7 separate regions of the Mus musculus genome follow, and regions 1, 2, 3, 4, 6 and 7 are each linked to region 5. A link is a contact called in public Hi-C, HiCAR-type, HiChIP or PLAC-seq and promoter capture Hi-C data. All regions are on one chromosome and are shown on one strand. The core of a region is the stretch at or near the end of the contact, and the rest is flanking DNA. Distances in the headings are between cores, read along the strand shown. Region 1 holds the start of Dnah6 (dynein, axonemal, heavy chain 6). Region 2 holds the start of Kcmf1 (potassium channel modulatory factor 1). Region 3 holds the start of Suclg1 (succinate-CoA ligase, GDP-forming, alpha subunit). Region 4 holds the start of Retsat (retinol saturase (all trans retinol 13,14 reductase)). Region 5 holds the start of Krcc1 (lysine-rich coiled-coil 1). Region 6 holds the start of Tmsb10 (thymosin, beta 10). Region 7 holds the start of Capg (capping protein (actin filament), gelsolin-like).

Region 1 (3,406 bases), core at 463-2,962, 1.9 Mb after region 5:
AGTTCTTCCCCACAGAGTGCTGGGACTAGAGGGATAACAGCTGAGATGTTTGCCTGGCTTGAAGAAGCCCTGGTCTGGGCCTGCACCTGCTTGGATTTGGAAGGATAAAGAGAAGGATGTTGAGCACTACATTTGTCAGATCCAGTACACATAACGTTTCCCCAGGAATTTGGTTTTATAGATGCAGGTAAGAGGTCTGGGGAGATGGCTCCATCTGTAAACTGTTTGTTAGACGAGTGTCTTGGTGTTTCTATGGCTGTGATAAAACACTGACCACATGCAACTTGGGGAGGAAAGGGTTTGCCTCATGTTACAGCTTGTAGTCCATCTTGAAGGGAAGTCAGGGCAGGGACCGAAGGCAGAAATTGAAGCAAAGGCCATTGAGGAACACTGCTTCGTGGCTTGCTCTTCATGGCTTGCTCAGCTTGCTTTCTTATACAACCCATGATCACCTACTCAAAGGTGGCACAGCCTGTGGTAGACTGCACCTTCCCACGTCAATCATCAACCAAGAAAATGTTGGACGGACAAGTGTTTAGGCCAATTTCACAAAGGTGTTTTCTCAGTTGGGAGTCCTTCCCAAATAACTCTAGCTTGTGTCAAGTACACACACACACACACACACACACACACACACACACACACATACACAGCAAACAGACACCAAGCATAAGGACCTGAGTTCGGATCCCTAGCACCCATGTAAAAAGCAAGGCATGGAAGTGTTGCATGTAACCAAAGCACAGGGGAGTAGAGGCACACAGGTGAATCCTAGCCAGCCATGGATTGGTGGCTTTTTTTCTTTTCAACCCCCTTTCCCTACTTTGGGTCCATGGTTTGGGATGGGAAGGCCTTCCAGGCCACAAGTGGCTTTGGTTGAGCTGCTTGGGGGAGTGTTTCTGTGGGGGCATTTATGGTGGTGGCTGTAGGCTGGGGCAGGAAGGAGGGGCTGGCAGCTGCTCAGGGACTTCAAGCCAAGCTATCCAAACTTCAGATTCGGTGAGAGATCTCTGTTTTTTCAAAACAGGGTGGAGAAGCAATTGAAGAAGACAGTCCAGTATCAATCTCTAGCCTCCCATATTCATATGCAAAGGTGCACACACAGGTGTATACACACACACACACACACACACACACACACACAGAGAGAGAGAGAGAGAGAGAGAGAGAGAGAGAGAGAAAGAGAGAGAGAGAGAACAAACGAATGAACAAACAAAACATCTTGAATCAGGTGTGGACATGCCTACATTTTAATCTGGCTCAGTGCCAATAGAAATCAAAAGTCTTTTATGCAATTTTAACGTCTCAAGTAAGCCTATGAGAAACGAAAGGTCTTGACTTTAATGATGTGCTCTACTTAATATTTAAACTATCATTTCAACGCATAACGGTGCTGTGTGAGGCAGGGCTATGTCTTATCTTTCCGGGTAAATTTATACCTGGCGTCTAATGAACAGGACAGGTCTAGATTTGAACAGTCAGTATGTAGTCTTGGGCAAGCCTAGCATCTCTAGTCCTCGCTTTCCTGTCCCCCGGGATAGGAAGCTATCACTGAATCCATCTTTTCTGAGACTTTCTATCCCTGGGGAGGGGTTGCTGAGTGTCTGACTCTGCCCAAAGTTCAGTTCCAATGGACTCACCAAGCGGTTCAACAGCAGCGTTCCCGAAGGGTCTCCAGAGGCCCAGCAATACCTGGTCTGGGAACAGAAGTCTAGTCCCAGGAGAAAATGTTTCCCGTTGCTTAGCAACCACTGGGCCACCAAGGACGCTTACTGCACTAAGGAGGAGCCGGTCAGTCGCTGCCAGCCAGTCTCGAGGAGCTGCTCTCGCTCTCCTGGAGCGCGCCAAGTAATTGAGCCAATCGGTGTTCCCAGAGTATTTGACGTCATTAGTTGTCAGGGAGCAGGCCCCACCCGGAGGATTCCTGCTTTAGAATGGAAATCTCAGGCAGCTTGGGCAAGCAGGCATAGGAGGTCCCGTCTTTTTATGTGTTCCTTCGTTTCTGGACGATCCATGATCTGCAATCCAACCTTCTGTAGGTATCTGTTGTTTCTCAAGAGGCTTGAGTATGACTTGACGTTCGCCCACATCTTAAAATGCTGAGGTGAAAGATTCAAGAGCCTCAGGCGAAGGTTGGGCGAACTATGGAAGCCCTTTCACCTACCTTGGGGAACTGCTTCCCGGGTTGGCAGAGGCTGCTTTTCAACCTACAAAATGTCGTGATCACTGCTGGAACTACGTTCTTTTTCTCCTCCGCTTTCTAACCGTGCCTTGGATAGCCACCCGCTAACAGAAGCCGAGAAAACAGAGTGCGCCTTTGAGCCCGCCTATCGTCAAGTAGATTATACAGAGCTGGAGTATAGATTACAGACCACTCAATCTACCCCACCTCTCCTCACACGCGCCCTGAGTATTGGGCTGACATTTTGTCTCTTGTCATGTGAAGTTTTCAGGGAACACATTACAGTTTTCACAAAACATTTTATTTTGTGCGCGCATGAGTGCTTGTGTGTGTGTGTGTGTGTGTGTGTGTGTGTGTGTGTGTGTGTGTAGGTTCTACAGTGTGTATGTGGAAGCCAGAGGAGAATTTAGTTCGGATCCGTTCTTCCATTATGTGGCTGCCGGGGATGAAAGTCAGGTCATTGCGCCTGGCAGCAGGTGCCTTTGACTGCTGACCGATCTCACTGGCCCTGGGGAGTGTTTAAACACTATATATATATATATATATATATATATATACATATATATATATATATATACATACATACATACATACATACATACACATACATACATACATATATATATATATATATATATATATATATATATATTTGGCAACTTGGCTTTTTAGAAGCTCATAAATTTAACATGACACATTTTATGAGTGCACACTAATTTAGCAGCAAAGGTCTTATTTAATGACGAAGGTCGGATGTTAGGAGAAAGATAAACAGGAAAGACCCATCAGGCATGCTAAGTAAGGCATCCAAGCAGCAGGATGGATAGCATTGAAAGGGCAGCCCTGGATCCTTGGGAAGCCGCACAGCCTCAGGCTCTCAGCCTCTCTCCCCACTTTTTGACTTCCTGCGCATGTCCTTATATGGGGTGCTGTCCCTTCCCAGGCCTTCAGTTCTCCACTTTAGGCTGCACGCTGTGTGCTGGAGAGGGCTTCTTCGGGCAGGTAGGATTTTGTACTCAAACTTCCACAAGACCACCATCAGAGGTGGGGGAGGGCGAAGCGCAGGGGGAGAAGGAGGGAGGGAGGGAGGGAGGGAGGGAGGGAGGGAGAGAGAGAGAGAGAGAGAGAGAGAGAGAGAGAGAGAGAGAAGCCCAAGCCTCAGTAGGCTGAGGTGTCACATTCCACTCTCAGCACTCACAGGAATTTCAACTTTGCCCCATTTGG
Region 2 (3,233 bases), core at 80-2,579, 1.6 Mb after region 5:
TCCCCCCTTCCTAAACCATATGGTAGTAAATTCAAGTTAACTTATTTTTTCGCCAGTTCATCGCCCATCCATCGGCCTGAAAACACTTGTGCCTTTGTGCCGTGGGGCTGGGACGCGAGTGGTCTGATTCTTAACCACAGAACCCCAGCGTGTTTCCACAGGGCACCGCGGAAGTCCAAACGCCCCCCGACTGGAAGCCTGCTTCGGTGGGCAGCGCACGCGGGTGAGGGCCCGGGACCGGCCGGGAGCAAGTTCCGCTCCGGCGAGGTGACGGAGCAGGGAGTTTGCTCACCGCGGCCGGGCTGGATCCGCCCCGGGAACTTGGCTTACCCGAGCCCAGGGACGCGCAGAGGCCTACCGCGAGGCCGGGCGAGCTCCAGTCACAGAGGGCTGCCCGAGCCCGAGCCGCGGCGTCTTCCCGCCCGCACGGCCGCGGCCCTCAGGCGGGGCCGTCGCTCGCCCGCGGTCTCCCAGAGACCGGACGCGCCCGCGGGGCCCGGACCCCGCTCCCCCTTGTCGCGGCCGCACGCCCGAGACCCGGCTCGGCCACGGCGCCCGGCTCTTCCGGGAGCCGCCGCAGCTAGGCCGCGCCGGGGCCCCGCGGTTCCCCCGGGCGGGCCGGCCGGGCCTCGGCGTCCGGTATGTGTCCCGAGGGCCAGGCTCCCGCCGGTAACGGGCCCCGCCGCTTCCCCTCCCCCTCTCCCGCCCCATGACAGTGCAAAGCCTCCGGCCGCCCGGCCGCCCCGCCTCCGGCTCCAGGCCCAGCTCAGGGCCGCGGCCGCAAGCCACGGTTGCGGCCGCCGCTCCCGCTCGCTCTTCGGGCCGCGGTGGCCTCGGGTTCCCCAGCCCCGCGACTCGGGCCCGGCCCGCGTCCCCGCCGGTGCCCCGCTGCCCTCGGCGGCGCCCGGACTTCGGGCGGGGTAGGCCGAGGCCCAAGCGGTGGGGGCGGGGGCTCGGCTCTCACCTTCATGTCGGGACATCCTAGTTCAGACGCTGGCGGCGCGGCCCCTCCCGGGCTCCCGGCTGCAGTGTGCCCCCACCGCGGGCTCCCGGCGCTGCCCGCGCCCGGCCGGCCGACTCCCACTCGACTCCCGGGCTCGGCCGCGGGGGCGGGGTGGGCAGGGGAGCGCTCCCGCGGCGGCGGCGGCGGCGGCGGCGGGGAGGCGGCGCGGGGCGGGAATGGGGCCGGGCCTGGCCGGGGCTGAGCTCCTCCAGGAGGCGGGTCCGACGCGGCCGCGGCTCCGCCGGCGCCCGCCGTGACTCGGTCACTCTCGGGCCCCCGCCGGCTCCCGGCAGCGGCGCGGCGTCCGCAAATCCCGCTCGTCCCCTCCCCCGGCCCGCCCCCCGCCCGTCCGTCTCCCGGCTCCGGCCGCCGCCTCCTCCTCCTCCTCTTCCTCCTCTTCCGCCTCCTTCCGCCCGCACGCCCGCCCCGCCTCTCGCCGCCCTGAGGCCCCGCGGCCGGCGGGCGACCGTGCTTGGCGGCGGTCCTGCCGCGGTCCCGCAGGCACCCGAGCCCAGCCGCGGCCCGCCACGCTGCGCGTGGGGAGGACGAGGACGCGAAACGCCCCCGACGTGGCTCCCCAGCGCCTGGGCGCGCGGCGGCCGGGCCATCGCAGACGTCCCGGGGACGTGTGTGTGTTTGTGTGCTGCTTTGAAAGCCGGGGACCCAGAAGGGAATGGCAGTCGGGCCTCCGGGGCTCGCGGGTCCCCAGACCCAGGGGGAGGCCGAGGCCTAGCGAGCCGGCTCGGCCGCCCGCTCGAATGCGCTGCGGGAAAAACTTGGTGGGCTTCGGGGGTACTTTGCTTCCGGCTGTGTGTGCAGGTCTTTCCCTCCACCCAGGCTCCTTACAGGCTACTTTCTCTTCAGGCATTGCTAACTCGACAAACACTTGAGACTACCCCTGACCACGTGTCAGTGGTGGCGTGGCGCAGGTAGAACAGATCGCGCCCTGGAGTTAAGACGTGTTCAGCCCTGGGATTCTGGTTCTGATATGCTCGGTGTAACCTTGAACAAGTGACTTAACCTTGCTGAGCCTTCGCTCTAAATTGGTTCGCTTTGGGTGGTTAATTTTGCCTTGGTAGTCTCGAGATTGGACAAAGTTCCCAGCTAAGTTTACTGAAACTAGGGTCCAAGGTACTGCTTGCTTTGGCGATTTTCCTAATTTGCCCACCCTCCACCGACTGTGGGACCTGGACAAAGCGTTGGTTGCCTTAGCTTCTGTGACTTTCAAAAAGGGCAAGCATATCAATAGATGCAGGAGAGATACAGTACCAAGATTCGACGTGTAGAGTAGCAAAGGAAGGACCCTATTTGTTACAATATTTTATTGAATATGATTTAAGATATGTCTGGTTTTGAAAATACTAAAAGGCTTAATCCGAGAGACTACATAGTAGGTCATCCCTGTCTACCCAAGAAACTAGCTGTAATTAAATTGGGGGTGGTTTTGAGGCATGACCTCAGATAGCCCGAGGCAGTCCTTGAATTGCTCAAGTAGCTGATTCTGACCTTCCCATCTCCCAGGGGCTGGAACGAAAGGCATCTTCCACCACACCCCCACCTAATTTGGGTTTAAATGAGGACTAGATAACAAATATTTCTGTTTCGGGTGTGGAATTCCGCACACTACAGACCGGCCTGAGGAAGACTATGCCTAGTAGGGCTTACAAAGGGAGAGCAGGGTTTGTAGTTAGCCTGATCGACATCCTGGTTAGTGGGTCCTTTCTGACAACCCTACACATTTTATTATTGGCAAGTGATCCTGGGTGTAAGCCAGTTCCCTGAACTTGAGCTGTGAAAGTCAGGCTAGCAGCTCTTAACGCATACACAGGTGGTGAATAATGGTTTTTTATAAATTTGTATCAAAGTTTGTAAGCAGTTCTGTAAAAATGCTGGAGCATTTAGAGTAGCCAACAAAAGCAACACTTCCAGAAAGGAATACCAGTAAGTATGGAAAAAACTGGGTGAAAATAGAAAGGAGACTATTGAGGAGGAAGAAGGGGCTGGAGCTGTGAGGTGAAGTGTGCCCCAAGTCCCAAGTCTACGGAAAAGTCACTCAGGGTTGTGTACAGGCATGATGCTAGGGGAAGAAACATTAAAAACAAGTCTTACTGTATTGAAGGGTTAGCTAGTTTTTTTTTTTTTTTCACCTGCCTCTGCCTCCCAAGTGCTGGGTTTAAAGGCCTGTGTTACCACTGCCCGGTAGGGTTAGCTAGTCTTGTTCATGGGAGGA
Region 3 (3,558 bases), core at 117-2,616, 2.0 Mb after region 5:
TGCTGCATCCAAAATCCAAACAGGCTCAGTAAACACCGTGCTTCTTTCCAGTGGGAGGGGCCAGACACAATAACTTTACAATAGAAGGATAGCTCTGCATGCCCCAAACCACTGCACTCCTAAGAATTTCACTGAGTTAGAAGGTTCTTGAATTTTGGTTGAATTTACGTGTTACCCATGAATTCAAACTGGCTGCTATCCACTACTCACTTGGTCCAATCAGCATAATGTTGTCAATATAGTGTACACACACACATATTTACAATCTATACTATATGTTATATATACTATGTATTACACATTTTGTTAAATAAATGAAACAAAATGCTTAATTATTAAGTAAAGATTCAGTGAAAAATTTCCTCCTTAAAACCATTGTTCGCGGGCTGGAGAGATGGCTCAGAGGTTAAGAACACTGGTTGTTCTTTCAGAGGTCCATGAGTTCAATTCCCAGCCACCACATGGTGGCTCACAACCAAGTGTAATGAGATCTGGTGCCCTCTTCTGGCTCACAGACATACTGCAGACAGAACACTGTACATAATAAGTAAATAAATAAATCTTTAAAAAAATGTTCACACTGGACCTATTTGGAAAGCACTGATATTTAACTTTACCACAAGGGCAGGATCTACAAGACAAGTACACATGAGAATGGTGCGAATTATAATGACGACCTTACTGAGCTAAAATAACTTTATTGATTATACTGATAAGGAATCTTAGGAACGCGGTTTTAGACAAGAAACGTGGTGCTTTGGCTCAAGGACTTGCTAAGGTTTTAAAAGAGTGGAGTGAATAATTTGTTCCAATTGGGCACAAATCCTATTTGATCTCGAGTTGTAGTCCTTAGGATTTTAGAAAGAGGCATAATTAGCATTAGTAAATAATTAGCATTAGTCGAAGGCAGTGCGCCAGTTTGTTTAATAAAGAGATTCCTGCTTCAGGAAACTGTCAGCTAAGGGGCTTTTTAATTTTAAGTATTTGGTCACTTTTCCTTTTTTCTTTTGCCGGCCACTAGTGCGGATAATTTCCGGAACCGTACAGGGAGGACAAGAGGAGTACAATCTTCTCTGTAACAGGTCAGAAAAAAACAAAGTGCAGGATCACGGTCTGGCACATAGCATTGCTGCCGGCGCCTCCCCTCAGCGTTTGTCACGGCTTTTCCTGGGCGCCCACGCCGGAGTTTAAATCGCTTCCAACCCCTTCCCTTTCAGCACGCTGCTTACTCGGAAAAAAAATACATTTCCCACAACACCACGCGCCGGCCGGGCCTCTCATGGGCTGTCCCACACATTGCCGTTATGTTTATGGTTACCCAAGCCCACATCTACTAAAGAACAGAGCTATTGTTTGCTTTTCAAACGTCATCCTTCTTGTTCTTTTCCACTTGTAACGTTCACTGTTTGAGAAGAGACTCCGAGGAGCGTAAGATATTCAGGCTACTCCTCTAGACACCTTTCTGCGCGAGCCTGAGCCCATGCCAAGGTCCCGGGGTCCTGAGAGTGTCATTGGGGGATGACCGCAACAGTAGTTGCTGCGGCTGCCACTGCAACCATGGTCTCCAGCAGCAGCGGCCTCGCCGCCGCCCGCCTGTTGTCGCGCACCTTCCTCCGTGAGTCGTGCCGGCCCGGCTCTGTCCTCCATGCTTGCGTAGACCTCGGGTTCCTGATTCTGGCCCCGGCGGTGTCCGGGCTCTTCCGGGCGGGCCCTCGGAAGGGGCGAGGGAGCCACCGGTCCAAACGCCAGTGGCAGACCTCGGGGGTGGAGGGGGCTTTGTCCGATGGGGTCGTGGATCGGCCGATGCACTTCGCAGGGCGCCCTGCAGACACGGCAACAATATCCTAGTTCCCTCGGTGACGGGGTGTGTGTGTGTGGAGGCGGGGGGGGGGGGGTGAGGTGGAGGTGGCCTCTGGGCTGGCCCTTACTTGGAGCCAAGGCTAAAGAGGTCCAGGATGAACTCTGCTGGGAGTGTGAGCCCCCGGGTTGAAGAGGTTGTAATTTGTCCCGAAAGATTCTGCACTTGGAGTTGACCGTTCTGTTGAAGTGGTAGGGCCAACGGAAAGGTGGTTTCTGCACCCAGAGTCAACGTGGCCCCGTAGGAGCTTGGAAGCTGACCAATGATGTGTCGCTCTTTACGAGACTCCAATGAACACCTCAGTTTCTGAGAACCAATCTCCCAGGGTTGCTATCCTGCAATGCTGACTCTTGAAAAGTAGTGCTGCGTTCAAAGTCTCTGTGTTAGGTACGATAGGAAACAGCTTGGGAACCGGTCATGTCGTTTTTGAAGTCTGGCCAATCATTCGTATGTGTATAATAGTCTTTTTTTAAAAAGTGATTTCTCGATGGATGTGGTGGCCCACACATTTAATTCCTGCATTTGGGAGGCAGAGGCAGGTATGCGGGTCTTTGTGAGTTCGAGGCCAGCCTGGTCTACAAAATGAGTCCCAAGAGAGCCACAGCTGTTACACAGAGAAACCCTGTCTTGAAAACAAAACGAAATGAAACAAACAAAAGCCTACTAAACAAACAAACAAACAAACATCTCTCAAGTAATAGCTTGGTTTGTGAAGCAGAGCATTGTCCTGCCTATCACTAACAGGAGAAATGATTGCCGATTAAAACTGTGATGAGTGATTGGTTGTCAGGTTTATCCAGATCTAGGAGATGTTAAGAAGTAATGAGTGGTTTGGTTTCATTGTGTAGAATAAGTGAGTCAGTTTACTGCTCAGAAATAGACACTCATGTAACACTCTTTTCTTTGTGACATCTTGTTTCCTCTCGCATCAGATAGTAGGTGAGACTTAGTTTCTTTCTTGGGTATCCTAAAAGTGTTCAAGGATAAGTGTGCACCCAGTAGCTGTACCTCATTGCCAGGTCATTTGAGGACAGAGGTCCGACTTGGTAACTTTGCCAAATGTGAAAGAGTTGAGTGTATTTGGGAACGTTTTCTGGAGCACCTTCTTGACTGATTAAAAGGATACCTCAATGTGCTCCAAATAGAAGGGAAGGAAGGCATTAGTTGTGCCAGTAAGTGCTGTGGCTGGTAGAGTTTGAACACTTGTGTGTTGGGTATGGCCTAAGCCAGCTTATTTGGAATCGTTTGTGGGTTAAGATGTGGAACACCAGATGTGCACATTAGCTAGTTTTCTGGAACACTCACCTATGCACCAATGTCTCTCTCTGCTGAGGTCTTTCTGGTCCAAGACCCAGCCTCCATCCAGAAGGTCTGCTGTGTTAATAGAGGTGTTTCCAGAAGAGGAATGTCTAGGTGATTTGGTTCCTTAAATTCATCCTTAGCAACCCTCACCCCACAGAACTGAACGTCTTTCATCCTAGACTGCAAGACTGAAGGCCTAGAAGAGATTTAGCTTTCTGTTGCTGGAGGCATGCTGTTAAAACTCTGAGGGATCTAAGATCTAAACTAGGATATTTTTGTATTAGTAGTATTAGTATTAAGGTTACAAGTGACTAATGTTTAAAAACCTCTTAGTTGGCAGACCTTGGAATTCTCTCACACCTGCAATATTTCCAAGCCACTGCAGTGGCCATGTTGTC
Region 4 (3,484 bases), core at 501-3,000, 1.3 Mb after region 5:
AAACACACACACACACAAGGGGCTGGGAAGATGACTCAGTGGGCAGGAGGGCTTGCTTCAGGGTAAAAACCTGAGTTTGGCTCCCTAGCACTCTGGTCGATGGAATTAAAAGGATTGCTGGTTGCTGGGCCTAGTTCCACATTCAGTCAGAGAAGCAATTCTACCAACTTCAAAGGTAGAAGGCACAGAGTGACAGAACAGGCAATTTACAGTCCCCCTGATCTTTCTGTTCCTATATGGGCATGCATGCTCACACCCACACACCAGAGAGTCAGTGTGGAAAGGCTGGGACTGTAACCTAGTGGCAGCAAAGGAGGCTCAACCCCTGATATCGAGGGGGAAAATGAGAGTGGATGGTTCTCACACAACTGACAGTCATACTTCACAGACTCAGAGGACTAAGTCAGTGGGGAGGCCCTCCACGGAGCCAGTCCTCCACTAGGGGACTATGATTTACATTCCCCAAGGACTGACTGCCAGTAACAAACAGCTTTTGGGCTCGACGCCTGGCTGCCTGTGATCTAGAGAGGATGGTGGTAACGTCCTCCCTGAAACACCCCAGGAACTAGCTCCCCCCCCCCCTCCCCAGAACCTCAGCATCTACCTCTCTTTTCCTTTCCTTCCATCTCGGCCTAAATGACAGCATAAGATACACACACATCAGATAACCTGGCAGGGTCACAGGTAGGACTGACAAAGTCTCGGGAAGGCTCTCCTGTTACTGTGGGGAAAACGAACCAAGTAGCATAGAAGCATGACCTGCTTTACATACCGGACTGGAGCACCGCTGGGGCCTAAAACAAGGACAAAACACTCAAAGTTACGAAGTCATTCCTCCTGATAGTGGGTACCTGAGGAAATGGGCCTCCTATACAAACAAATCCCTCTTAAGTCAAGTACGTATTTCAGACCTACTTTCCTCAAAGGGCAACATTAAGATGGTAGGATATCTAGACTGTCTGCTGGAGCTTAAACTCTCTGAAAAGCTGATTTAGAAGCTGGTGCGTCCTTAAATGCAAATAAACACACAGGATGATCCTTGACTTAGTCTTTCTTGAGGCTTGTCCTAGGTGGCTTGCACTTTGAGAGCCTGATAGAGTAGTTACGATTAGGGGAATCCACCTAGGGATAACGTCGGTGTGAGGCTGCCAGTCCTGGGCTGACACAGGTTTAGGAGAGCTCCTGTGCAGGTCTCAACAAGGTCTCAACTCAGATACCCAGACAGAGGCTGTGTGGGCACAGAAACTTTGTCACTGCTTGGAAGAGGAGAGGGGAGGAAAGCAATGAACTGCCTCCGAGGTTCCAGCGAATCCAACACGGAAAAGGCACCAGAACCCAGGTCTTCTCTGCCTCCCAGACAGGATCTCTCTCAGACCTGCAACTTTCATCCTTGTTGTGGTCCCGCGGTGACCATTTCCACCAGACATCGTCCTCCTCACCCTCACCTCCCTCACCAGACCCCTTGCTCACCGGACGCGTCCCCAGCGTTCCGGTAAGGGGGGGATCCCACATCCCCCTTTTCGCGCAGCCGTGCAGTGTCGCCTGTCTCGCGCTAGAACTACATTTCCCATTAGGCAATTGAACTCCTGCTCTGCAAAGATCATACGGAGGTCCATAATGGACAATCTTCATCAGTTTTGAGCAGGCGTGAGTCAAAATGCTTCGGCTCCTCCAAGTCTGGTATTACTCCAAGGACGAACTAGAGGGGCGGGGCCTCAGCTATAAAAGCCGAGCTCAGCGGGGAAAGGACGCGGTCTTCCGAGCCCTGGCAGCAACATGTGGATCACTGCTCTGCTGCTGGCCGTGCTGCTGCTGGTGATCCTCCACAGGGTCTACGTGGGCCTTTACGCTGCAAGTTCCCCGAACCCCTTCGCCGAGGATGTCAAGCGACCGCCTGAACCCCTGGTGACCGACAAGGAGGCTAGGAAGAAAGTTCTCAAACAAGGTCAACTGATGGGTTTCAGGCCTGCTCTCGGGCCTTCTGCTCATGTCTCCCCATTAGTAAAGTGCTGGGAAAACTTCTCTTGCACACAGAGGTTCCATAATTTAGTGTTCTTTGCTTCTGAAAGGGTGCAGGCATTACCCTTGGCACGCCAAATTCCAGCCCCGCCAGTTGGAATCTTTTCAGCTCACGGCTTACACAGAATAAGAGACCTTTCCCCTACTTGGGTCTGGAGCCAACTTTTCCCTATACTTCTGTGCATGCTCGGGGGCACAGGGAAGCAGCACTGAAAGTTTTCCTAACAAGCGGGTTGCAGGCAAAATGTAGTCCAGTTCATAGAACTGAAGCTTGATAATAACTTCGGAATTTCAGTACTGGCTAGGGATAAGAACTCCACTCTCCAGTGAACCATCTCTAAAGCACGTGTAGAGTGCTCCCAAGGTTTGTGTTTTTGAGACTGGTCTCACTTTTGTACTGGAGTTGGCTTTGAACTCTCTTCGCAGCCCAGGCTCAAACCCGGAGCAGCCCTCTTCTTCTGTCCCCAGCATGATGAGATAGATTACAAGCATGCACCAGCATGTCTGCCTTTCAACGTTTTACGGAAGTGTTGGAGCTGGGCATAGTGGTGCAACAATTTAATTCCAGTTTGGACTACACAATGAGACCCTGTCTAAATGCACACATCAAACCCCAAAACAACCAAAACCCCCAAATGCAAAACTTTCAAAAAACAAACAAGGATCACCTCTTTGACCTCCAGGAGCCTCTGACTTGTAAATTTTAGCCAAGCCTAGGCTAGCCTTAACTGCACTATTTTTTGGGGACTGACTTTGAACTCCTGATCCTTGTGCCTCTACTTCCTAAGAGGCACCACACCCAGTTATTTTATTATTGTTATTGTTTGTGGATTGGGGGAGAGGCAGGTCTCATACTTGTAGCCCAGGCTAGCTTATAACTTGCTATACAGGACAAGTGTGTCTCAAATTCACAGTGATTCTCCAACCACCATCAGCAAGAGATTACAAATGGTGGGATTACAGATGTGAGCCACCATGGCTTGGATGGAGATTTTTTTTTTATTTTATTTTTTTTAGTTTTTAGTTGTTTGAGACAGTGTTTCTCTCTATAGTTCTAGATGTCCTGGAACTTGCTATTGCTATATAGACCAGGCTGGCCTTGAACTCACTGAGATCCTCCCACCTCAGCCTCCTGAGTGCTGAGACTAAAGCTGTGAACACTTGGCCTTGGGCAATGATGTTTAATGAGCAGATTTACTGGACATAGTGGCACATTCCTGTGATCCCAGCGCTGGGGAGGAAAAGACAGGTGGATCTCTACATAGGGAGTTCCAGCCCAGTTAGGGCTACATGTGTAGTGAAACCGTGTGTCTTAAAAAACACGAATCAATAAAATCAAAGAAAGTAAGTAAATAAAGGAGGAAAGGAAGTAAAAGACTGGGAGAAAACAACAAATCCCAGGTCTTGTGTTGACCGTGCATTCCAGTTTGGTTCTGTGAGGTTCCCGGCACACCAACCTTCCTCC
Region 5 (3,781 bases), core at 193-2,692:
CACAGACCAAAACCTCAGGTTCTCTCTTGTCCCTGTGTTATTAATAAGCGTGGAATCATTAATGGACTGCTTGTCTCTGTGTGAAGCCTTTTACGGACGGAGTTTATTAGGCAGTCGGGGAGTGGCAATGCTTGGCAACGGAAGCAAGTGCAGCCTGTTGACTTACACAGTAGTGTAGTATTAACCGGAAGCAGGGCCTTTAACATGGTCCAGTGGGTGAAGGGGCTTCTAATTCCAGCACTTGGGAGTCTGAGGTAGAAGGATCCTGTATTCCAGGCCAGCCTGGGAGTAAAGCAGTCTTCGGCTTTAAAAACCAAAGACCCTAGTGGAGCTTCCTGGCTCACTCGTTAAATTTCAGCCCTTGCGAGACTGAGAGATGATAGAAAGGGATTGGTGAAGGCGAGTGGAAATGAAGGGTAGACAGACATCTCCTGAAACAGAACTGATCTTTAATCAGAACTGAAGGGCTGCAGTCTCTCAGGGAAGTGAGACTATGCCCAAGTGGCACGTGTTGGGGAGTAAGGGGTTGGGTTTTGTAGGACTGAAAGGGGGGGGGGGAGGCGGAGGGAGGGAGCTTTGGGGTTGGAAGATTCCATTTGCAGGTCAGTTCCCCTGCAGTCAGGAAGTGGGAGAGGCTAGCGGGTCTGGTATGTGGATCTCCTTATCAGAAGCTTCAGCAGTCAACAGTCAACTCTGGGCTTCTCAGTCCATCTGAGGTTTTTAAGTGATTACTTCAATCCATGCTTGGGACCAGCCTGAGCTAAAGTAAGACCCTATTACACATGGGTCGGTGTGCTGCCAAGCCCCAGAAGCTGAGTTCGACTTCTGGGGTGCATAAGGTAAAAGGAGCCCCACCCTCACTCCGCTCCACACAAAATAATGACCATGTAAAGAAAACTAAAATATACTTTAGTAGTACCTGTGTGATGTTGTATCTATGTAATAGGAGCGTGTATGGTGAGCATACCGTGTGTGTGCTTTGAGGAATACTATGCACGAACGTGTATAATCTAAGAGGGAATTTATGGACTATGCTAGCTAGCAACGTACCATGAGCAGGGATGGTGCTTAATATTTAGTCTTAATATAAGAGCACAAGAAAGAGGAAAGGCAGATGTGCGTTTCTTAGATATTTTGGCCGGTGGATCCATACATTTCCAGACTCACTTTGGCTTCCGGGCTGAACCTCGTCACTAGGTTTCTTTCCTCCAATGGCAAGAAGGACCGACACCCAAGCTCCTACCCACACGGACAGAGCCGGTTAGTCCGAAATGGCGGGAAGGGGCGGAGCACACATGGAGGGCGGGGCTAGAAAATTTCCCGAGGGCTCGGCCGCCCTGCTGCGCACGCGCACCTGCGCGCCCCCGCCGCCATGGCGCTGGCGCTGTCCAGTCAGCCGCGGGTGGTGGCGGCGACTTCCCCTCAGGAAGTCAGGTCTCCGCCTCCTCCCCCCCTCCCACCCCGCCTGCTCTGCGGCGGAGGCGGCGGCGGCGGCAGCGGTGTCTCTGCCTCTCCGCCACCTCCACCGCAGCCTCTGACCCCCGGCCGGCGTTGTTGGCGGGGAGGGGGACAGTAGTTGTAGACGCCCGCCCCTGCCTCAGAGAAGGTGAGTTCCCGCCCGGCGGCGGGGGCGGCCCGAGCTCCAGCCCTCAACTCCCGCGGCCTGGTGAAGGCCGAGCGCCCCGGCCCCGCCCCGCCGCGCCTTCGAAATGGCCGACGAGAGCCGGGCGCGGCCCCCCTCGGAGCGCCTGACTCTCTCCTCAGAACCCCTCAGCATCCGCGGCGCCATGGCCGAGGGACCTCACGGCCTGGCGAGGAAGCCGAGGTCCGAGGGGGCTAGGAGAAGAGGCGGCCGAGCCGAGGGCAGTGGGGGTTCAGTGAGGAATCCCCGTCCTCCAGCGACCCCGGGAGAGAGCAGCCTCGGTTTGGTGCAGGAGCGTGGACAGGAGACTTCCCAGCAGGCCACTTAGCGACAGGCATGAGTGGGGAATTAGGGAGCTCTGGACAGGAGGGTGGGAGCTTCCAGGTTTCCTCAAGGAAGAGGAGAGGTGAGGTGGAGGGGACGGATCACCCCGAAGCTTTTCTAGGCTTCTGGATTGCCAGGAAGACGAGTTAGAAAAAAATGTCCAGACGTCTCTTGACCGTAGTAACCCGAGTTTTAGCATTTTTTGACCAGTGTGAGAGTGGCGAGAAGCAAGATTTTATTCCAACCCTACTGACTAGGAGCAGAACTGAGCTGTGTTCTGGAGTGCTCCGAGTGACTTTGGCCTTTAAAAAAAAGTGTAAGGAGAGAAGGCCTGAAGTAGACAGGAGAGGTGAAAACTCCCCAAGGGTTAGGCATTGCTTCTGCCGGCTGAGAACTAGGAAGTTAGGCGCCTCCTTCATCCCAGTTACATTTCAAAGAATTGCTTCTATAGACTCTGAAAGACCGCTGAGCTGTGGGAAATAAGCTTAAAATGAGGGGATAGTTAGAGTCTTTGTTGGGCGTGGTGCTGAGCGCCTTAAATCCCTAGCAGTGGAGGGGCAGAGGCCATCCTGGTCTACATGAGAATTCCTAGCCAGCACGAGCTATAGAGTGAAACACTACCTCAGGAAAAAAAACAAAAATGGCCTGGGACCGGGCAGAATTTGTTAGCTTTTTAAGAGTGAGCTCTACTGTGGGTAGAACTCCTTAGACCCCAGCATCACAAACACGGAGGCGTGTCATCTGTTGAGGGCTAAAATAAACAGTAAACCTGACAGCCAGAGCTTTTCCTTAAAGTGTGGCAGGGGTGTCCCAGGCACTTGACACTGGGCACCGTGTTAAATTGTGATTTAAGTCGCTTTTTATGGATGGAGGTTTGGAGAGTTTTGACATTCTCACCAACACATTTACCAAAACACAAAAGCTGTAGACTACCCCAGTAGATGTGTGTGTGTGTGTGTTATAGGTACTACACACCTGAGACAGCCTGCACCTGTGAGATAAATCTTTAAAGCAGTTTTGGAAATAATTTTATATCGTGGCATTTGATTCCCCACTGCAGAAGAGTTCAGTAAAACACCAAGAAACAGAAAAACTATTTTTAGTACTTTTACCTTATATTGCTCCTTGTCTCCAGTGTGAAAGATAATGGAAGCCAGACTATCACAGGATAATTTAGATTCCTTTTCTATATATAATACCTGTAAATATAACACTAAAAGTAACTTTTTTCATGATATCTGTATTTTATGTCCTTTCACAATTTGGAGAAGTAGCACAGGAGTAAAATAGTATCCTTAAAACATTTTTATGAACACTTCCATGTAGTAAGAATGTTATAAAAATTTATTACAATCAAATAAGTATCTTCAATCAACCGAGAATATCCTGAGAAAATTTTTTATCTGAATTTGTGTGTGTTAAAATTTCTGTCTGTCACCAAGTATGCCAGAATAGTTTTTAGGTGTCAACATGCAATTTTTTTAGTTCTATGGTCAGATCACAATCAACTCTTCATGGAAAAAACAAAACCAACCTTTCTGCCAGTTTCCACATCACTTTTTTTCCCCAGTGATTCTAATATGTGCAAAAGACAGAGTGATAGTCCATATAGTAATAACTGCTGTACCACTTATAGTTAGTGAAAATGAGACTAGTGAGATGGGAGTCTTGATGACCCTGGGAAAGTCCCACACTTGGTCTTGGGTTGTGTCATCTACTGAATGGGGTAATTGGACTAGCCCAGTGCTTCTCAACCAAGGATGTGTCTGACCCAGGCTTCCCATCTTCCGTTCATTTGGAATGTCCAGAGACATT
Region 6 (3,287 bases), core at 493-2,992, 1.7 Mb after region 5:
AGAGGATCTGTCTGGGAGGCAGCTCAGCCTATGCTCCCTCTATAATGGCTAACGCATTCGCATAAGGTTCAGAGACAAAAAACTAGGCTGATCTCCGTGGCTGCAGTTCTGAAGATGTTCCGCAAGTTGTGATATAATGCGGTTTTATCTGGCCTTTGTTTTTATTTCACCTCATTCTGTTAACACCCAATAGAAAACCTCGTGTGTTTGTGTCTGAGGGATGGACCCCGACCTCGCCCAATTTCCCACATTCCTGAATGATTCTTTGCATCCTTTCCTCTCAGACTTTAACAAATCACTGCTTCTGGTGTGCGTGAAAGGTTAAGAGGGCAGAAGAAAAGGTAGGATTTGAAGAGCCGATCAAAAGCAAAGCTTAATCTTTTGGACAGCATTTTTCAAAATGGGGTTAAAATTGACATGGATCGCATTAAGGGCGAAGCAACTGAGAACCCAGGAAACCGCATGTCGAGAAGCACGTAAAACAAAAATAAAAACGATACATCCTCCTCACCCATTCTACCACGTCCCCTCCTCTCTCCCTGCGGCACAACTCACTCCCAGACCGCTCTGCCCACGCATACTCAACTAAAAAATTCAGACCACGCCAACCATGCCACGAGGTGTTTTTATTTTCATCAATCATACAAATAATTTTCTATAATATCCCAGGGCAAACCGGTGAAATTTGGCAGTCCGATTAGTGGAGGGGTCCCCTTCAGAGACCCGCGGGCCGGTGGCATCGGCTCGGAGTGCCCGGGTTTCACAGTGCAGCTTGTGGCTCGCGTCCATCTTGCAGGTGGCTCTTCCTCCACATCACGAGGGGGTCTTGGAGATGATGGGGCGGGGTGGGGTGGGGTGGGGAAATCTTCCTAGGCTTTTAGGAGATTTCACTCCTCTTTTCCTGTTCAATGGCTGCGAAGGGAGGGATGTGGTCATTGGAGCTACCTTACAGCCCCCCATACCCAACCCACAAACCTGGTGTGGGTGAGGCACCCACGAGGCCTGCGGACAGAGAAGGGGTTTGGAAGAGACAAAGTGCTTTGTGTGACTGGAAGGGTGGCTGTGGCCTTAGATTCGGGGTGGGAAGATAGTGGCCGGATGGGGGTGGGGGTGCCGGGCTGGCACAGCAGGGAAGGGAGGAGCGCTGGGGTGGGAACCCGGGGCACACTTACTCTCTTTGGTCGGCAGGGTGTTCTTCTCCTGCGTCTCGGTTTTCTTCAGCTTGGCCTTATCGAAGCTGGCGATTTCCCCCATGTCCGGCTTGTCTGCCATTTTCTTACAACTCTGATGGGCGAAACAAGGTGATAATGGGTGGCCAGGGGCTTGGGGGTGACCAGCGCGTCCTGGATCCCGCGCCTTCCGCGAACGCCTCTCAACGTGGCATTCCCAGTCCTGGGCGTTCCCGCAGCCCGGAGGCCGAGGATCCTAGACTCGTCCACCACACCCTCCCTCCGAAGCCCCAGGGCGTGGCCTGCTAGCCCCAGAAGATTCCAAACCGCCGGGTCGCCTGTTGCAACCGAAGGGGAACGCGCCCGCCAGCCATAAACTGGCCCGACCCCACCCAGGGTAGGCCCCAAGGCCGGCGCTGTGCCTTACCGTGGATTCTCCTTCCGAGCTCGCGCTCCAGGTGCTCCCACTCTCGTTGCTGCAGCAAGAGACAAAAGAGCGGCGCCCGCCCCTCGTCTTATATACACCGCGCCCCGCCCCGCCTCTCGCCCGCCGCAACGAGGGCGTGGCCAGCCCGCGCGGAGGGCGTGGCCAGCGCGCGCGGGGGCTGGGGGGCGCTCAGCATCTCCAGGCTGCCTGGGGCTCCGCCCTTCTCGGCCCGCGTTCCTAACCCGTTGCGATCCCGCGTGGAGGGTGGCAGGCACCAGCTCCCGGTGGTCTCTTTTCTTGATATATCTCCTTTTCCTAGTACCCAGGAGCCTGCTGCTCACCCCGCGGGAAGGGCGTGGGGGGGGGGGCAGCGGGGAAGGACTTGGGGTTTTGTTGAATGTATGTGTGGTGTAGGGTTGTGGGTGTGCGGGCGAGCACGCGCGCTCTGCTGCAGCCCTGCTCGCGGGAGACACCCCACCCGCGTCGCCTCAAGTCTCTTGCGTTTGCTCTCCAGAGTCTCCTTCTTTCTATTTTCTTGTGGTTGGTGCTTCTTAAAACAAGCTGTTTTCAGGCATTGTCTAAGGGCGGAGGTGGGAGCTAGGACTCCCGGGAGGGCTCCGCTGTTCCTTTTCTCAGTGGCCTTTTAGAAACACTGTACTGGAGGGTGCGGTTTTTCTCCTTCAGTTAACCTTCAATGTGGTTTTTAGAAGGAAAAAGAGGGGAAAAAGCTCCTGTGCCTGCAAACCTTGCTTTTTCTTGTTAACCCATTCCAGGAGTGGGATACTGCACTCCTGAAAAAGTTACCTCTTCAGCTCCTACAACCCCCATGGACAGTGAGTTCTATTATATCACCCAGGGCTGAAACGCCATCCATCCCCACTCCCATCCCTTTTCCTGTGTTGAATATAGAGCATATTCTACTGATAGAAGAAAAAGAGGAGAAACATTTCCTGAACGGCAAACTTCATGGTTCAGATAGACAGACAAAGAGCAAAATATCTTTGCTTGAAGTAATAACAGTTTAGTGGGGGTGGGGGTTGTAGAGAGTTGTCTCATCCACGTGGGGCTCACCCACACGGTGGCTTACAAGCATCTGTAGCTCTAGTTTTAGGAGACTTGGCATCCTCTTCTGGCCTGCTTGGGCACCAGGTATGAGTTTGGTGTGCATAAAACACTCATGCACATAAAATAAAAATAAATCTTTTAAAGAAAGTTGTTTCTTATGTAACACAATCCTGTGATTTCTGTACTAGTCTCCTTTTTAAAAAATTATTTTCTTTAGAAAGGGCGTCACCTGTTTATGTAGCCATATGTTTATGGATCTCAGTATGTAGATCAGCCTGGATTTGAACTCATAGAGATTGGCCTGTTTCTTGAATGTTAGGCCTAAAAGCCTGTGTTATCATGCCTGGCTTTGTGCTTTTTATTGCATAGTGACTGGTATTCAGGCCCCCTTTCTCTTGTTATTCTGGACCCCTCCATCTTCTATATCCAGGCAGTGGACCAGGAAAGAAAGGAGGATGAAAAGTCACACTAGAATTTAGCCTCAGATTCAGAAGTCGCTTCCATCACTTCTGTCTTCATTTCCTTGGCCTAGAATGTAGTCACATGCTCTTACCCAAAGTCCAGGAAATCTGGGAAACCGAAAGCAGGGCTGGGCAGATTGAAACAGTCTCTACTTGTTGAAGGAT
Region 7 (3,740 bases), core at 209-2,708, 1.3 Mb after region 5:
GCTGGTCTGATGGTTGGATAATTAGCAAGCTTGCTTCGGTGCTACCTGGGCCAGGGCCATGACTCTGAACACTAAACTCTATGGCTTAGTGGACTTATGGATCTGACTGTTGACTAACATTCTTCCAGGATGGGCCTGTCAGGGTCCCTGGACATTGAGTCACCCAACTGTAGCTGCTCCTTAGGTGCAAATATTCCTGAACCTCTCAACCTGTGAGTCATGAATCATTTGGCAAAGTTTTATCTCTAAAGTATTTACATTACGAGTTATAACAGTAGCAAATGACAGTTATGAAGTAGAAGGAAGATAATGTTATGGTTGGGGGGGTCACCACAACATGAGGAACTGTATTGCGGGGTCACACATTAGGGAGGTTGAGAACTGCTGACCTAGGGATTAGGAGGGAATAAGAGCCTCCTTGACTGAGCGTCCTGTTTTCTATGTGACTTCGGGCTGTGCCCCAGGGTAAGGCTTTCCTGGGGCCAGCAAGTTAGATCAGACTGATTCTATATTATGGTCCTGTGACTGTGCGAAGGGAGCGGCTGTTGCTTTGGGTTGAGCTTGAAACCATATGCCCTCTGTCCTGGAACTCAAGAGATCCACCTGCCTCTGCCTCCCGAGTGCTGGGATTAAAGGCAAGAGCCACCATGCCTAGCTAAGGGGCATAGAGAGACTTCATGTTTCAAGACACCTTGTGTGGTGCCTCATTACATGTAAATCACTAGTGTTCAGGAAGCAGAGGCAGGATTCTCATAGCATTGAAGCCAATCTGGGCTACAGATTTAGTTTCATAGCAGCCTGGGTGCCAAAGTGAGACGCTGTCTCAGTAAAACAACCAAACAACAGTTGGTCACGATGGTGCACTTTTGTGATCCCAGCATCCGGGAATCAGAAGGGTCAAGTGTTCAAGACCAGTTTGAGCTGCCTTTAGAGGCTAGCCTGACTACATGAGAGCTTGTCTCGAAAACAAAACACCAAAATGAACACACATACACACACACACACACACACACACAGAGAGAGAATGTGTCAGGGCCTCAAACACTCTCTTGGAACTTTGCTTCAAAAACAGACTGGTTTACAGAGAGATTTCCAGGACAGCCAAGGCTACACAGAGAAACCCCGTCTTGAAAAACCAAAAGGAGAAAGAGGAGAAGGAAGGAGGAAGGAGAGGAAGAGGGAGGAGGGGAAGGGGAATGGAGGAGGAGGAAGAGGAGGAGGGAGAAGGAGTAGGTCATCATCACATGTACTCAGGGCAATGAGACAACTAGTCAGGGGGAGGAGGAAAAAGTAGTGTAGGGCCAGTGACCCAACCCAGGAAAAGTGACTAACCAGCCACAGCAGGGCCTGAGCAGACTCAGGCCTCTGCCGGGGCTAGTGAGTGGAATGGGACTTTCCTTGCTGGTCTGACTCTTTAAATTGTTCAGAATCTGCCTTGCCCGAGGCCGCTGTGATGAGACCTAGTCAGGCTTTAACCTCCCAGTGACCATGTCTGAGAAATAGCAGCCTTCCATCCGCATGGCCCAGCCTTGGAGCTGGCTTTCCTGAGCCCTTAGACTTCTGAGTACTGAGCCTCCCCATGGGTGGGGCAGGTGGGTGGGGCAGCCCAGTGGCGAAGAGGGAAGTTAGAAGCTAGCTATCGAGGGGCAAGCTGAGACGAGTTTGAGAAGAAAAGGCCCGTGGAGAGGTAAAACTGGGAAGGGCTCTGTAGAGAAGGGACTAGGACTCTCATGAGTGGGTAGGTGAGGGCTGGCTGCTAGGGTCCGGGAACAGGTGGGAACGGTGTCCCCAGGCGTAAGTCAGCTCAGGTCATTAGCTGTAGTTTTGCAGCTGCAGAGTCTTGAGTGGGTGTGGGTGGGATGTGTTCTAGCTGCTGGGGAGGAGCTGAAGGGTCTGGGCTCATCCTGGTCTGTAGGAGGTGGTGTCAGACCTGAGAGATCCCCAGAAGCCATCAACCTGTCGGGAGGTGAATTCAGATCTGGTGGTGTCTGTCCCCAAGATAGCACTATCCTGGGCCCAGACAACTGGAAGGAAGGGAACTGAGAAGGAACAAGGTAGGTTCAGCTACTTGAGGGACAGTCAGCCAGCCCCCAGTTAGAGGGTTGGCTGGGGACCAGTGTGGAGAGAGATGAAGGTAGAATCTGGGGGTGTGGGGAGCGGGATCTGCTTTGGCCTGTCCTGGGGGTTCAGAGCCACTGCTGTTCCCACTTCTAAGAGACATTGGCCACAGTCAGAAAGTCCTGGGCTTCTTGAATTGGCCCTCTATTTCCTCCCTAGGGCCGCTATTTCAGCTCACACTAACGGGGCGGATATGGTCTTTGAGGGGAAGTGACCTGTTGTGAGTCAGGGTCCAAGAGGGCAAAAATAGCCCCAGTTTTCCTCAGTACTGGGCCACTGATGCACATTGATAGGATCAAGCATTTTGTTGGAGGTAGGAGTGGACTCCACTTCTAAGCCCCCAGTGTGTCCTTAAAAGGTATTCTAGCCAGAGTTAGCCAGCAGGGCACACATCCTCCCCCCCACTGCTCACGACAGTCAGATGGGCCTCGTTGCCCTCTGGCTTTCTGCTTCAAGGCTGCTCCAGGCCTTGCCTGGATGTCGAGATCCTAAGCAATCCCGTTGGTTTTCATCTAGTCCAGTCATTGGATCTCAGCAAGTTAGGACAATCAGACACTTTTCCGGGCACAGTCAGGTGTGTCCAAAGGTCCATAGGCAAACTCAGCTTCCTGCTCCAAAGGTGCTTTCATGTCTCGGGGAGAAAGCCAGCCCCTAAAACTCATCACATTGTGGCACAATGGGGGAAAACGGAGTCCTCAGCAGAGGTGGCCAGCTGTGATGTAGCTCAGTGGTAGAGCATTTTCCAGCTGTGCCCTGTGGCCCTGGGTCTGGTTCCCGGCATGCTTCCCGTTCCCAGTGAAAGACACAGAGGCTGCCTGTGAGGTGGTGAGTTTCCCACCACCAGAAGCATTCAAGAGGAGGATGGCGAAGTGAGCCACAGAAGAGGGCTCGTTCGTGTGCGCTAAGGACTATCTAAGCACTAAAGCCTCTTCTAATGCCGGTCTGTGATTATGTGACGGTCTGATGGGGAGGAAGTTGGTCTGTGGTTTCTTTGGGTATGATGGCTCCCCACTTCCTGAACCTTCTAGGTAGGCCATAAGGCATGGACTACTCCTCATGCTGAGCCCCCCCCCCCCAACAGATCTTGAAGGAATGGAAGTGAATAATAGACTCTGTCATGAATGCTTGTGATAGGGTAGCAGGTGTGCCTTGCTGTTGTTAGCACAAGAAGGTGGCCAGATGTGCTCTAAACCTGCAAGCAGAGGATGATGTGACAATGGGGCTGGGAAAACTCCCACAGGAGCTAAGCCTACCGAGCGGTCGTTTATCCCACAGACAGCTAGGGTTGACGTGTGCCCACAGGGATGGAGGGGCTGTGACACGTACATTGTGGGAGCTTGAGGAGCGGTAGGAACAGGTCACAGGGCTGAAACGAGGAGACAGGAATGGAAGACCCTTCCCCAGGAAAGCCTGACCAGAGCAGGACCTCGAGCTGACGGGAGGGCAGCCGCAGCCCCTATCAGAACCTGGAGCTTCTCTCAGGCTCTGCTACCCAGCCTCTGTCTATGCAGCCTGGTTTTAGCTCAGCTCAGTGTCCCCCATGCACCCCACTCAATTCCTTGGGAGCTGGAATTGAACTTGGAACTCATGCATGCTAGGCAAGCATTGTGCCCCCGAGATCT

Evidence for each region. Promoter capture Hi-C pulls out the DNA fragments that hold promoters and counts their contacts. Hi-C and Micro-C count contacts between places; a contact is called where the count stands out from the background. HiCAR-type assays count read pairs that join an accessible place to other places. HiChIP or PLAC-seq counts read pairs in DNA pulled down with a chosen protein or histone mark. Capture Hi-C pulls out chosen DNA fragments and counts their contacts.
Region 1: a contact with region 5 is called in a HiCAR-type map of fibro-adipogenic progenitors, with 4 times the contacts expected there. The contact joins the promoter of Dnah6 here to the promoter of Krcc1 in region 5. A contact is called at or near these places in 2 of 39 promoter capture datasets (liver and neutrophils) and 1 of 115 datasets of contacts at active chromatin or transcription factors (fibro-adipogenic progenitors).
Region 2: a promoter capture Hi-C map of neutrophils shows a contact between it and region 5, with 6 times the contacts expected there. The contact joins the promoter of Kcmf1 here to the promoter of Krcc1 in region 5. A contact is called at or near these places in 6 of 39 promoter capture datasets (erythroid cells, hematopoietic stem and progenitor cells, liver and 2 more), 1 of 484 Hi-C or Micro-C datasets (erythroblasts), 1 of 115 datasets of contacts at active chromatin or transcription factors (astrocytes) and 2 of 9 other capture datasets (adipose tissue and liver).
Region 3: a contact with region 5 is called in a Hi-C map of regulatory T cells, with 14 times the contacts expected there. The contact joins the promoter of Suclg1 here to the promoter of Krcc1 in region 5. A contact is called at or near these places in 3 of 39 promoter capture datasets (liver, neutrophils and pre-B cells), 2 of 484 Hi-C or Micro-C datasets (muscle stem cells and regulatory T cells), 1 of 115 datasets of contacts at active chromatin or transcription factors (pancreatic cancer cells) and 2 of 9 other capture datasets (adipose tissue and liver).
Region 4: a contact with region 5 is called in a promoter capture Hi-C map of neutrophils, with 4 times the contacts expected there. The contact joins the promoter of Retsat here to the promoter of Krcc1 in region 5. A contact is called at or near these places in 6 of 39 promoter capture datasets (the HPC-7 cell line, erythroid cells, liver and 2 more), 3 of 484 Hi-C or Micro-C datasets (B cells, CD4 T cells and muscle stem cells), 1 of 115 datasets of contacts at active chromatin or transcription factors (pro-B cells) and 2 of 9 other capture datasets (adipose tissue and macrophages).
Region 6: a contact with region 5 is called in a promoter capture Hi-C map of liver, with 3 times the contacts expected there. The contact joins the promoter of Tmsb10 here to the promoter of Krcc1 in region 5. A contact is called at or near these places in 1 of 39 promoter capture datasets (pre-B cells), 2 of 115 datasets of contacts at active chromatin or transcription factors (bone marrow-derived dendritic cells and pancreatic cancer cells) and 1 of 9 other capture datasets (liver).
Region 7: a contact with region 5 is called in an H3K27ac HiChIP or PLAC-seq map of microglia, with 5 times the contacts expected there. The contact joins the promoter of Capg here to the promoter of Krcc1 in region 5. A contact is called at or near these places in 1 of 39 promoter capture datasets (pre-B cells) and 2 of 115 datasets of contacts at active chromatin or transcription factors (microglia and pancreatic cancer cells).

Annotation. Positions count from the first base shown.
Region 1 is chr6:73,219,919-73,223,324 of GRCm38.p6, forward strand. It overlaps Dnah6 (dynein, axonemal, heavy chain 6), which reads right to left and starts at 1,713. Exons shown (of 77, transcript NM_001164669.1): 1 at 1,641-1,713. It overlaps Gm40377 (a long non-coding RNA gene), which reads left to right and starts at 2,879. Exons shown (of 3, transcript XR_869180.3): 1 at 2,879-3,184.
Region 2 is chr6:72,898,650-72,901,882 of GRCm38.p6, forward strand. Kcmf1 (potassium channel modulatory factor 1) reads right to left here and starts at 1,330. Exons shown (of 7, transcript NM_019715.2): 1 at 965-1,330. The coding sequence starts at 980.
Region 3 is chr6:73,247,139-73,250,696 of GRCm38.p6, forward strand. It overlaps Suclg1 (succinate-CoA ligase, GDP-forming, alpha subunit), which reads left to right and starts at 1,367. Exons shown (of 9, transcript NM_019879.3): 1 at 1,367-1,615. The coding sequence starts at 1,519. It overlaps Gm38834 (a long non-coding RNA gene), which reads left to right and starts at 1,625. Exons shown (of 2, transcript XR_869182.3): 1 at 1,625-2,245.
Region 4 is chr6:72,596,852-72,600,335 of GRCm38.p6, forward strand. Retsat (retinol saturase (all trans retinol 13,14 reductase)) reads left to right here and starts at 1,751. Exons shown (of 11, transcript NM_026159.5): 1 at 1,751-1,945. The coding sequence starts at 1,777. It overlaps Elmod3 (ELMO/CED-12 domain containing 3), which reads right to left and starts at 1,562. Exons shown (of 12, transcript NM_001253692.1): 1 at 1,471-1,562.
Region 5 is chr6:71,270,235-71,274,015 of GRCm38.p6, forward strand. It overlaps Krcc1 (lysine-rich coiled-coil 1), which reads left to right and starts at 1,443. Exons shown (of 3, transcript NM_001354706.1): 1 at 1,443-1,606. Mir8112 (microRNA 8112) reads left to right here and starts at 1,437; the gene lies at 1,437-1,567.
Region 6 is chr6:72,956,741-72,960,027 of GRCm38.p6, forward strand. Tmsb10 (thymosin, beta 10) reads right to left here and starts at 1,743. Exons shown (of 3, transcript NM_025284.4): 1 at 1,597-1,743; 2 at 1,173-1,284; 3 at 607-912. The coding sequence starts at 1,272. The coding sequence ends at 878.
Region 7 is chr6:72,547,815-72,551,554 of GRCm38.p6, forward strand. Capg (capping protein (actin filament), gelsolin-like) reads left to right here and starts at 1,459. Exons shown (of 10, transcript NM_001042534.3): 1 at 1,459-1,687.